2 separate regions of the Mus musculus genome follow, and region 2 is linked to region 1. A link is a contact called in public Hi-C data. All regions are on one chromosome and are shown on one strand. The core of a region is the stretch at or near the end of the contact, and the rest is flanking DNA. Distances in the headings are between cores, read along the strand shown. Region 1 overlaps Ppfibp1 (PTPRF interacting protein, binding protein 1 (liprin beta 1)). Region 2 overlaps Ppfibp1 (PTPRF interacting protein, binding protein 1 (liprin beta 1)).

The links. Hi-C and Micro-C count contacts between places; a contact is called where the count stands out from the background.
Region 2: a contact with region 1 is called in a Hi-C map of the N1E-115 cell line, with 6 times the contacts expected there. The contact joins two enhancer-like sites. A contact is called at or near these places in 3 of 39 promoter capture datasets (the 3T3-L1 cell line and hippocampal neurons), 6 of 484 Hi-C or Micro-C datasets (DN3 thymocytes, the N1E-115 cell line, dorsal root ganglion neurons and 3 more) and 4 of 9 other capture datasets (adipose tissue, embryonic stem cells, liver and 1 more).

Annotation. Positions count from the first base shown.
Region 1 is chr6:146,904,510-146,908,864 of GRCm38.p6, forward strand. The region is part of intron 1 of Ppfibp1 (PTPRF interacting protein, binding protein 1 (liprin beta 1)); the gene reads left to right. Among named protein-coding and RNA genes, the nearest start is that of Ppfibp1, 18 kb to the left of the region's middle. Within about 2 kb of position 1,757, at least 22 of the 459 cell types and tissues checked have an H3K27ac peak or open chromatin away from gene starts, as enhancers often do. A contact at or near this core is called in the N1E-115 cell line, where this site is marked.
Region 2 is chr6:146,990,786-146,995,168 of GRCm38.p6, forward strand. It overlaps Ppfibp1 (PTPRF interacting protein, binding protein 1 (liprin beta 1)), which reads left to right. Exons shown (of 31, transcript NM_001355728.1): 6 at 1,617-1,730; 7 at 2,521-2,652. Among named protein-coding and RNA genes, the nearest start is that of 1700034J05Rik, 39 kb to the left of the region's middle. Within about 2 kb of position 2,181, at least 9 of the 459 cell types and tissues checked have an H3K27ac peak or open chromatin away from gene starts, as enhancers often do. A contact at or near this core is called in the N1E-115 cell line, where this site is marked.

The DNA of each region.
Region 1 (4,355 bases), core at 507-3,006:
GCATGAAATAACTTTGCTTTTTAGGATTGTTGGATTAAATTGAGATGCCTATCATAATACGTGGCTCATTTTCTGTGGGAGTTCAGCAGATTATGTCTTAGTTCTCAATTTAAAAAAAATGCAACTTTTCTTTTTTGTTCAAAAGTTTTAGAATATCTGATAAGTGAATTTTTCTTTTTTCTTCTTTTCTTTTCTTTTTCAAATATTTTATTTAGATGTGAGAAAATTTCCCTGTTCAGTGCTTTTTTTTTTTTCCCCCTTTCTATTGTGGATAAGTTACCTGCTCCTCACAGGTCTTTCTGTTTTGTTGAGTTCATCATGAACTTAGGACTGTGCTCATAGTCAAGGCAAAGTGTGTTTTGTCTGTTTATTCACGTGAAACACAGCTCTTGCGAAGGGTGATAGCTCAGTCATTCCTTTGCACATAGCTAAGAGTTTTGGCATCCTTTAAAGAGTTGTTACTTTTCCATGCTTTATTAACAGAATCATGAGAAAAGAATATCAAGCTTAAGTTATCATGCTGTGTAGAAGTCAGGTTTGGTTGGTGCTGGTGCTAAGCCCTTATGACCTAAGAGAACGGCACTAATAGGAAGTCTCTGCATGAAGAATTCCACATGAGGTTATCTTGTCATTTAACTTCTATTGTGTGTATGTTCAGGCTTTGCATGTTAATGAATTAAGCCAAATAGTTTATGCTTTCAGAATTCTAAGCCAATATGCTTTTTATTCTGCAGAGTTAAAGAAAGACATTCATTGGGAATCCCCTTTATGCTCTATTTATTTAATTTTAGTCCCTGAAGCCATGATTGTGTTTAATTAAAAAATTTTTTTATTATTATTTTATGTGTATGGGTGTTTTGCCTGCATACATGTCTGTATATCACATGTATTCTGATGTCCAAAAAGGCCAGAAGAGGGCATTGGATCTCCTGAAACATAGTTATTGATAGTTGTGAGCTGTTATGTATGTGCTGAGAAGTGAACCTGTGTTCTCTAAAAGAGTCATCTTCAGCCTTGTGGTTACACTTCAGCAGTGAATTAACTCAGTATTTGAATAGAAAGTGAGTTATAATTACAGGAAAGAGCTTCTGAGCTGGTGACTGACAGCCTTGGTTTGGATCTTGGAGCTTGGATCTATTGTGTGGTTTTCTCATCTTCTTTCCTGCATCTTGGTAGGAATGGAGAGGATATGGGAAATTTTCCTCATGTAATACATATAAGTTCATAAATTAGAATTATAATATAATTTAGGGCATGTACATTCCATAGGTAAGACATAGATACAGTAAGCATCAGTGATTATGTAAATTGGTGTGATTTCTACATTCCCTTACATGTTTAATGCTCAGGGGTCATTGGCCAAATCTTGGGACTGCTGCAGACTGAGGCTTGAACATTGTAAAATGTTGTGCCATTGGCCAGTTGGAACTGTTTCACTAAAATTCCAGTCTTGCAGTTTGACTGGAAGTTAGAGTGGATATTTGGGGACGGAGGTAGAAGTGGAAGTAACAGTGAGGAAAGTTGAAATTGATGAGGAGAGAAAGGAAGAATAAGACTGATACTGATCTGACTATTTATTGATGGCCCTGAAGGACTGGAGAGAGTGGTTCATGATCTTGAGATAGGAACCCAGCAGGCAGCTCTGTGCTAGTAGTCACTTGAAGTCATGTTGGCTCCAGCCCTTTGAAACAAGGCAGGGGTGGTGCATGCAGGAGTGGAGCGTGCCAGCTGTTTTGTGTTTTATTGGCTGCTTGGCTGATGGAGTTAATGGAGTGATTAGCTTCCATTAGTGTTTGCCTTAGCTGAGTCTCTGTTGATGGCATGAAGATCCCCTTCTGACTTCCTGTGTCCCAGCATCTTTTATTGCAGAAAGAGAATGCCAAGTTGGCATGAGTAAATCCTGCAAGGGCCTCAGATAACAGCAGACAGCACCCAATGACCAGGGACAGTCTTTTCTAAGTTACTATGACTAAGGAGTCTGTGAGCTGTTTAAAGTGTCGTGTCTACTTCCCTCCGCATATATGCATTTGACATGAAGTGCATTGGTGAGTGAAGCTCATTGTGGTGAACTTGACCCTTCCAACCTCTGTCATCTGTACTTTGGAAGTTGTGGTTTGTTATCAACAACAGAAGATCTGGATTATTTAGAGTCAGAGAGGCAGGTGGGGGATTGGCTCTGCCCCAGGATTATGTGCCATTAACAGTCCCTGTCTTTATGAAATACTGGTCTGTAGCATGAAGGTGGGAGGGAGAGAAGTAGGGGGAGCCAGACTTTCAGGGGTTTTGTATACAAGTTTGAAAAAATACTTAGACAAATTGGAACTGGACAGATTAAAAACTCTGAGTCTTTGGAGGGAGGAAAGGGAAGGTGAAATGATGTAATTACAATCTCAAGAATGATGACGATGATAATTATTACTATAAGGAAAACTCCCACACCAAGATTCTGGCAGTCTGACCCCAATGTTGATAAGCTTTGTGGTCTTGGACAAGCCATGCTGCCAGTTGTAGACTGAGTATGATAATTCCAGGCCAGCTTTCATAGGAGGGCTTTCAGGCTAAAAAATGAGATCAGATGTAAAAATGCTGACAAACATTAGACAGAATTGTACGGTTAGGCTAAGTTTTCATTTGAAGTATATTTTCTTCCCTTTAAACAACCTGACCACCCCAATCTTGCAGTAATAGGAAGTAGTCATTGCTTTCCCTCTGACTCCTGGTGCTGTGACAAGTTTCCTTTTGTCTCATACCCTTAGCCTGTATGGATCCCAGCCAGCCTCTTAGGGTTTTCTGAAAGAAGATGCAGCTTACCGTGCAAAGCAGTATAGGAGCTCCCAAGTCCTGCTGCAGCCCCTCCCCTGTCTGGTCTCTTGGGGGATTACAAAAATTACTACCATGTCATCAGTATCAACCCCAAACCTTTGTTCTTGTTAGTAAAGATTTGGAATGCTGTTCCAAGTTCAGTGTATACTTAAGATAGAGAAGTTCTTGACAGGTAGCTTAGCAGGGTGAGTCTACTGGGGTGTGAGGGTGGGGTTGACAGTGCCAGTTTGGGCACCCTTTGTACGAGTGTCAGTTCATAGCGCCATGTGATGTTGTGATGTGCATATTATTAGTTAAGATAGGTCTTACTGTCCTGACTTGTGACCTTGCTGTACTCCTGTACATCACTTAACTCCTGTGGTTGTTTACTAGCTTCGGTTGGTGTTCAGAAAGTGGTCAGAGCTGACTGCTAATTATTTGTAGTTTTTAATTGAATGGCCACCTAACAAGTGTTTTTAAAATTTCAGCCTTCATGAGACTTTTGAGGGAGCTTGTAGTGTCCTCAGCACAATTTAAAATAATTCTCCAGACTTAGATTGCCTAGAAGCTCCAAAGTGGGTGTCAAGTGGAGTTACGCTGTGTGTCTGTTAGGAATCAAACACAAGTGTAGATGTGGCAAGACACTTTATCTGCCAGGTTGGGAAATTTGGACCCTGTAGCCAAATGAAGGGGGGGATCATAACCTCCTTGTTAATTATTAAACAGCAGGCCTGTGGCTTCTTGGAAGTTCACATGATGCTTGGTGATACATATGCCTGATTGTGGTGTAGTGGGGCCTAGCTTCTGGATTTCTGAAATGGCTGATTCCAAATTGAATAATTTTCCCCAAGTGTGAATTGCTGCATGATCAGAATATTAATTCTCTAAATATATAAGTACAATAGTTTCTGAAACAACCTGTGTTGCACTTACAGAGCTGGTGGGTCATCATCACAAAAGGCGAACAAGCAGGCAAGGCACACAAAATATCAACCCAGAACTTTGTGGCCAAACATTTCCAGGGTTAATGGATTTTTGTAAAAAGCTTCTATCTATCTATCTATCTATCTATCTATCTATCTATCTATCTATCTATCTATCTTCTATCCATCCATCCATCCATCCATCCATCCATCCATCCATCCATCCATCCAGGTGCATTGGAGGTTGGAGGACAAATGGAAGGGATTGTATCTCCTATTGATATTCTAAATCCATGCTAGGATATTTTAGTCATGGCTAAGGTTTGGGATTTATGAGTTTGTTTTGGTTGTTTCTTTTGTCACTGTGACAAACCCTGACAGAAACAATTTAAGGGAGAAGAGGTTGCTGTGGATTACAGTTTCAGAGGGCTCAGTCCTTCATGCACAGGGGCTTCGTGGTGCAAGTGTGGTCAAGTTCCTCACATAGTGGCTAGACCAGGAAGAAAAGAGCTAGGTGGAGTCAGATGCAGCCTTCTAAGCCTTCCTCCTAGTGGGCTACATTCCCAGAGTTCTACAGTGTCCCCTAAACACAGACCAGCAGGGGACCAAGTCTTAAAAGCACGAACTTGG
Region 2 (4,383 bases), core at 931-3,430, 87 kb after region 1:
AGCTGTATGTGAACATACTGCTGTTCCATGAAGGGACTTGAGCATGCACACTGATATCTGCAGGGATTCTCGAACCAGCCACAGACAGATGCCAAGGGAAGACTGTACTTTCACAGACTACTGAAAATGAAACAATTTGTACAGCAGCCCAGCCAGCCACTGAAGGAAACAGCCAGTGCAGAAGAAGGCAGCTGTGGTGTCAGTGACTGTAATCCCAGGACTTAGAAGGCTGGGGCAGGAGATTTGCCATGAATTTGAGACCAACCTGGGATATAACCCCAGATCCTATCTTTTTTTTTTTTAAAGATTTATTTATTTATTAATTATATGTAAGTACACTGTAGCTGTCTTCAGACACTCCAGAAGAGGGAGTCAGATCTCGTTACAGATGGTTGGGAGCCACCATGTGGTTGCTGGGATTTGAACTCCAGACCTTCGGAAGAGCAGTCGGGTGCTCTTACCCACTGAGCCATCTCACCAGCCCTCTCAGGTCCTATCTTACAAACAAGAAGGGGGTGCTAGGTCAGCTCTCTGTACCTGGAGTGCGCAGGGCTGGCTGTGGCCAGCTTTGTCACCCAGTTCTCAGGAGCAGGTCAGACTTGAGATGATTTTGCCACTTGAGATGATTTTGTATGTCCCCTGCTGTCAGATCTGATTTTATATACATTTCAACTGGAAATCCAGATCTGTGAATTCCCGTAGTATAAAAATCTCTTGTCTGAATATATATTAACTTTCCATCTTTTAAAATGACACACAAACCGTACAGAGTAGCCGAGTGGAGCCTGCTGTTGGGGAGTACTATGCGGTACTTGCTTTTGCTTGCTTCCTCATGGTGTTCCTAAGTACAGAGAAAATGCCTTTATCTTTATGTTTCGAACGATGTGGATCAAAGAGTATTTATTCAGCTGGTATCCCAGGGGGAAGACTTGTAGATCTGCATGGAACCCTGGGGATGAGGGATGGGCTTCACTGTTTGTTTCCTGGGCATGTGGTGCAGTACCCTGGCTTTTTCCTTTTCCTCTTTGGTGTTGGGACCTGAACTCATGCTAAGTGCACCACAGCACTCTTCCTTTGCCCTTGCTTTGAACGCACTTGTGACCATGTTCATCTTGGAAGAGCTTGTAGAATTTGAGGTCTTTATTCACCTTTGCTCCTTTTTATTATTGATCCGTGAAATCTGCGTGGTCCTTTGTGCCTGTTTCCTCACTTCCTCTGTGGCTCCCGACTAGTAGTCTCTTACCATCGCCTTCAACATCAGATTTTCCTAATGACAACTGAAATGGTTTTAATGCGTAAAGAAACTGCAAATCTCTCATCAGCACCATGTTTCTCCTAAATTGAATAGGAATCCTTGGATCATAAGGCAGCATAGGGCTGCAGAGGCTGCCCGGTGGTAGAGAGCCTGCCTATCCTAGCATGCACAAGTCTTGGGCTTGATCCACACAAAGCGAAATATAAATAGCAAAGGGTAGGACCACTGTCCTCTTGTTAAGTTTGTGATGTTTTAAACCACCGTGAGTGATGGATCTTAGTCCTCATTCCAGTTAGAGAATGAGCCATGCTTTGGGGCCCAGAGCCTTTCAAACTCATAGCCTCTTGCTTTGATTTAATAGGTAAGTGTGTTGACAGACCAGGTGGAGGCTCAGGGAGAGAAGATTCGGGATTTGGAGTTCTGTCTTGAAGAGCACAGAGAGAAGCTGAATGCCACTGAAGAAATGCTGCAGCAGGTATGGGCCAAAGCTGGTGGGGGAGGGGATGCTGGATTGTGTTATCTGAGGTGCAACATTCCTGTCTTGTCTCAGCAGCAGTAAATTCCAGAATCCCTAGACTGTTTTGTTTGAAGTCTAGAGTAGCAGAGTCTAAAACCACAGAGACACACAACACTGTGCAGTTATGAGAGAACACAATATTACAGGAATTATAAGTTGATCTTTTGCGCTCATATTATTTCTAACTCTCAACCGTGAGATGAAAAATCACCATATGTGGCTTGTTAAGGCAAAACCTCATATATATATATGCGTCCCAGTGCGTACATGGGGCTTGTGGATGAAAAGCCTGTGATGCCGCAGAGACTGTATTTGGATGCAGAGTTGCTGCTGTTGAACATCAGTCTGTGCTATTGCCTGCCTTGACAGGCTCCGGACCTCCCTGTCCTCGTGATCTAGGCTTCCATGTTTCTAGAAACCCTGATAAATGAGGCTGATAAGCTCTTCTTCCTCAGGAGACTTTTGCAGGGACTGAACTCATGAGCATGTCTCCCAGTTCCTGATATAGCAGGCACCATGCACAGCACCATCAGTGCTGTCGTTGGGCTCAGGAGTCTGCCAGATGCGTCTCCCCGACACCCTGATGACACGTTGTAGTTCTGTTCAGAAGAGGTCACTAGATTAAGTGATCCTCAGCCGTGTGGTGTGTGGCAGTACTTCACCCACAGGCTACACTTAACCGTTGCCGCTCTGCCGTCACGACAGAAATGTGTAATGTAAAACTTGTGAACATCTGGAATCCTAACAGGAGCTTCTGAGTAGGACCTCCTTAGAGACACAGAAGCTGGAGCTGATGGCTGAGATCTCTAACTTGAAGTTAAAACTGACGGCCGTAGAGAAGGACAGGCTGGATTATGAAGATCGGTTCAGAGACACAGAGGTAAGTAGCGCATGCTCGCATGCTCGCATGCTCGTTCTGTCTCTTCCCTCCCTCCTCAGCCCTCACTGTGCTCCTTAGGGCAAGAGCACTGCTCAGTCTCTTCATCAGACTGATTAAGGCTTTTAACCCCCTTTGATGTTTGAGACATGGTTTCCCTGTGTAGCCTGGCTGTCCTGGAACTCACATTGTAGACTAGGCTGGCCTCGAACTCAGAAATCCACCTGCCTCTGCCTCCCGAGTGCTGGGATAAAGGCTTTTGCCACCACCATCTGGCTTTATTTTCCTGTAAGAGTCTGTTTAGACTTTTCCCTTTTCCTTACCCTCTCATCCCTAATAGAACAGTTGCTGTTGAACCTTCGTAGTAGCTGGGGCTGCAGGAGGATTGTTTCAGTGGTGGTGGGAGGAGGCTGTAGGGATGGGAACTAGGAGGCTGGATGGCGGATAGGAAGGGAGTTGAGGAGGCTGTCCACACTGTAGGAGGCGGAGTCTTACTTACCTGGTGCACTGTGCTTAGTTTAATCTGGTTATGAGGCTGGTTGTGAGGTTTTGCAGCAGGTGTTTGTCACGCCTTGTTTCTCCCTACTTCTGTCTTCTCCTGTGTTCTCATCCAGGGACCCTGAGAACCTCTAGAAAACACAATCCTTGATCATATCCTATGAAATAGTTTACACTGCTGATATAAGGGTGTACACATATTCACAGGATACATTACAGTATATTTGGTAATTTTACATTTATATTTAAAATAATCAAAATAGCATTCAGACGTTGAAACAGAATAGAATATGTACATGTTCTGGCTTAATGTCCCCTTAAAAATAAAACTTTTAGCTAGCTATTCTGCAATCCTGAATCGCTTAACACTGCCATAATTTTGAGAGTTTGGATGTTGGTTTCCAGGAAAATGTTGAAGTAAGTGGGGAACATTTATAGGTGTTTCCAAAACCTAGTGCGTTAAAATCTTTAAACCTTGAAGATTTGCGCCCCCTTCTGGTGTAGGCACAGATGGCTAAAATGCAGAGCTCTGAGTAGCGCCTGAGCTGATAAGTGTAGTAGTTTAGATTACATTGGTTTTTAAAAAGATTTTCTTTCCTTTTCTCTTTTTGCATTAAAGAGGTAGTTCCATATTTTCCAGCCCGACTTGTCTTGGGCATATCAAGCTTCTCACAGGTTGGAACTTCAGATTCATATTTAATCCATTGCCACCAAAAACAATTGGATAGTTTGTCTTTAAAAAAAAATAGGAAAATGGCCCCACTATGTAATTTGGTTTTCTATAATTCTTCCTTCATCTTTGCAGTCAGCACTAAAGGAAGGGGTAATGTTTATAGCAGTCCCTGCCGGGGGTTCAAAGCTGCCTGTTAACAATAGCAAAGCCTGAAAGATCAAAGGAAGGAAGGCCACTCCTGGCTTCTATGCAGGCAAGATAAGCTAGCAAGAGAAACCAATTCTTTTTAAACTTGAATTCAAATTATTTAAACAACTTTCACAAGTACATTTTTAAAATGGCAGTAGAAATGGTATACAATTATATTCTGTTATAAAATCATTTAGGCTTTTAAAATTTTACATGTATAAAATTATGTTATTGTATTAGATATATGAATATACTATATATATATATATATATATATATATATATATTAATTAGACCCTCATCTACCTTCATGTTGAGATTGTTGGCTTAAAGAAACTTAAGTTTATATTTTTATAGACTAGGCAAAAATTATA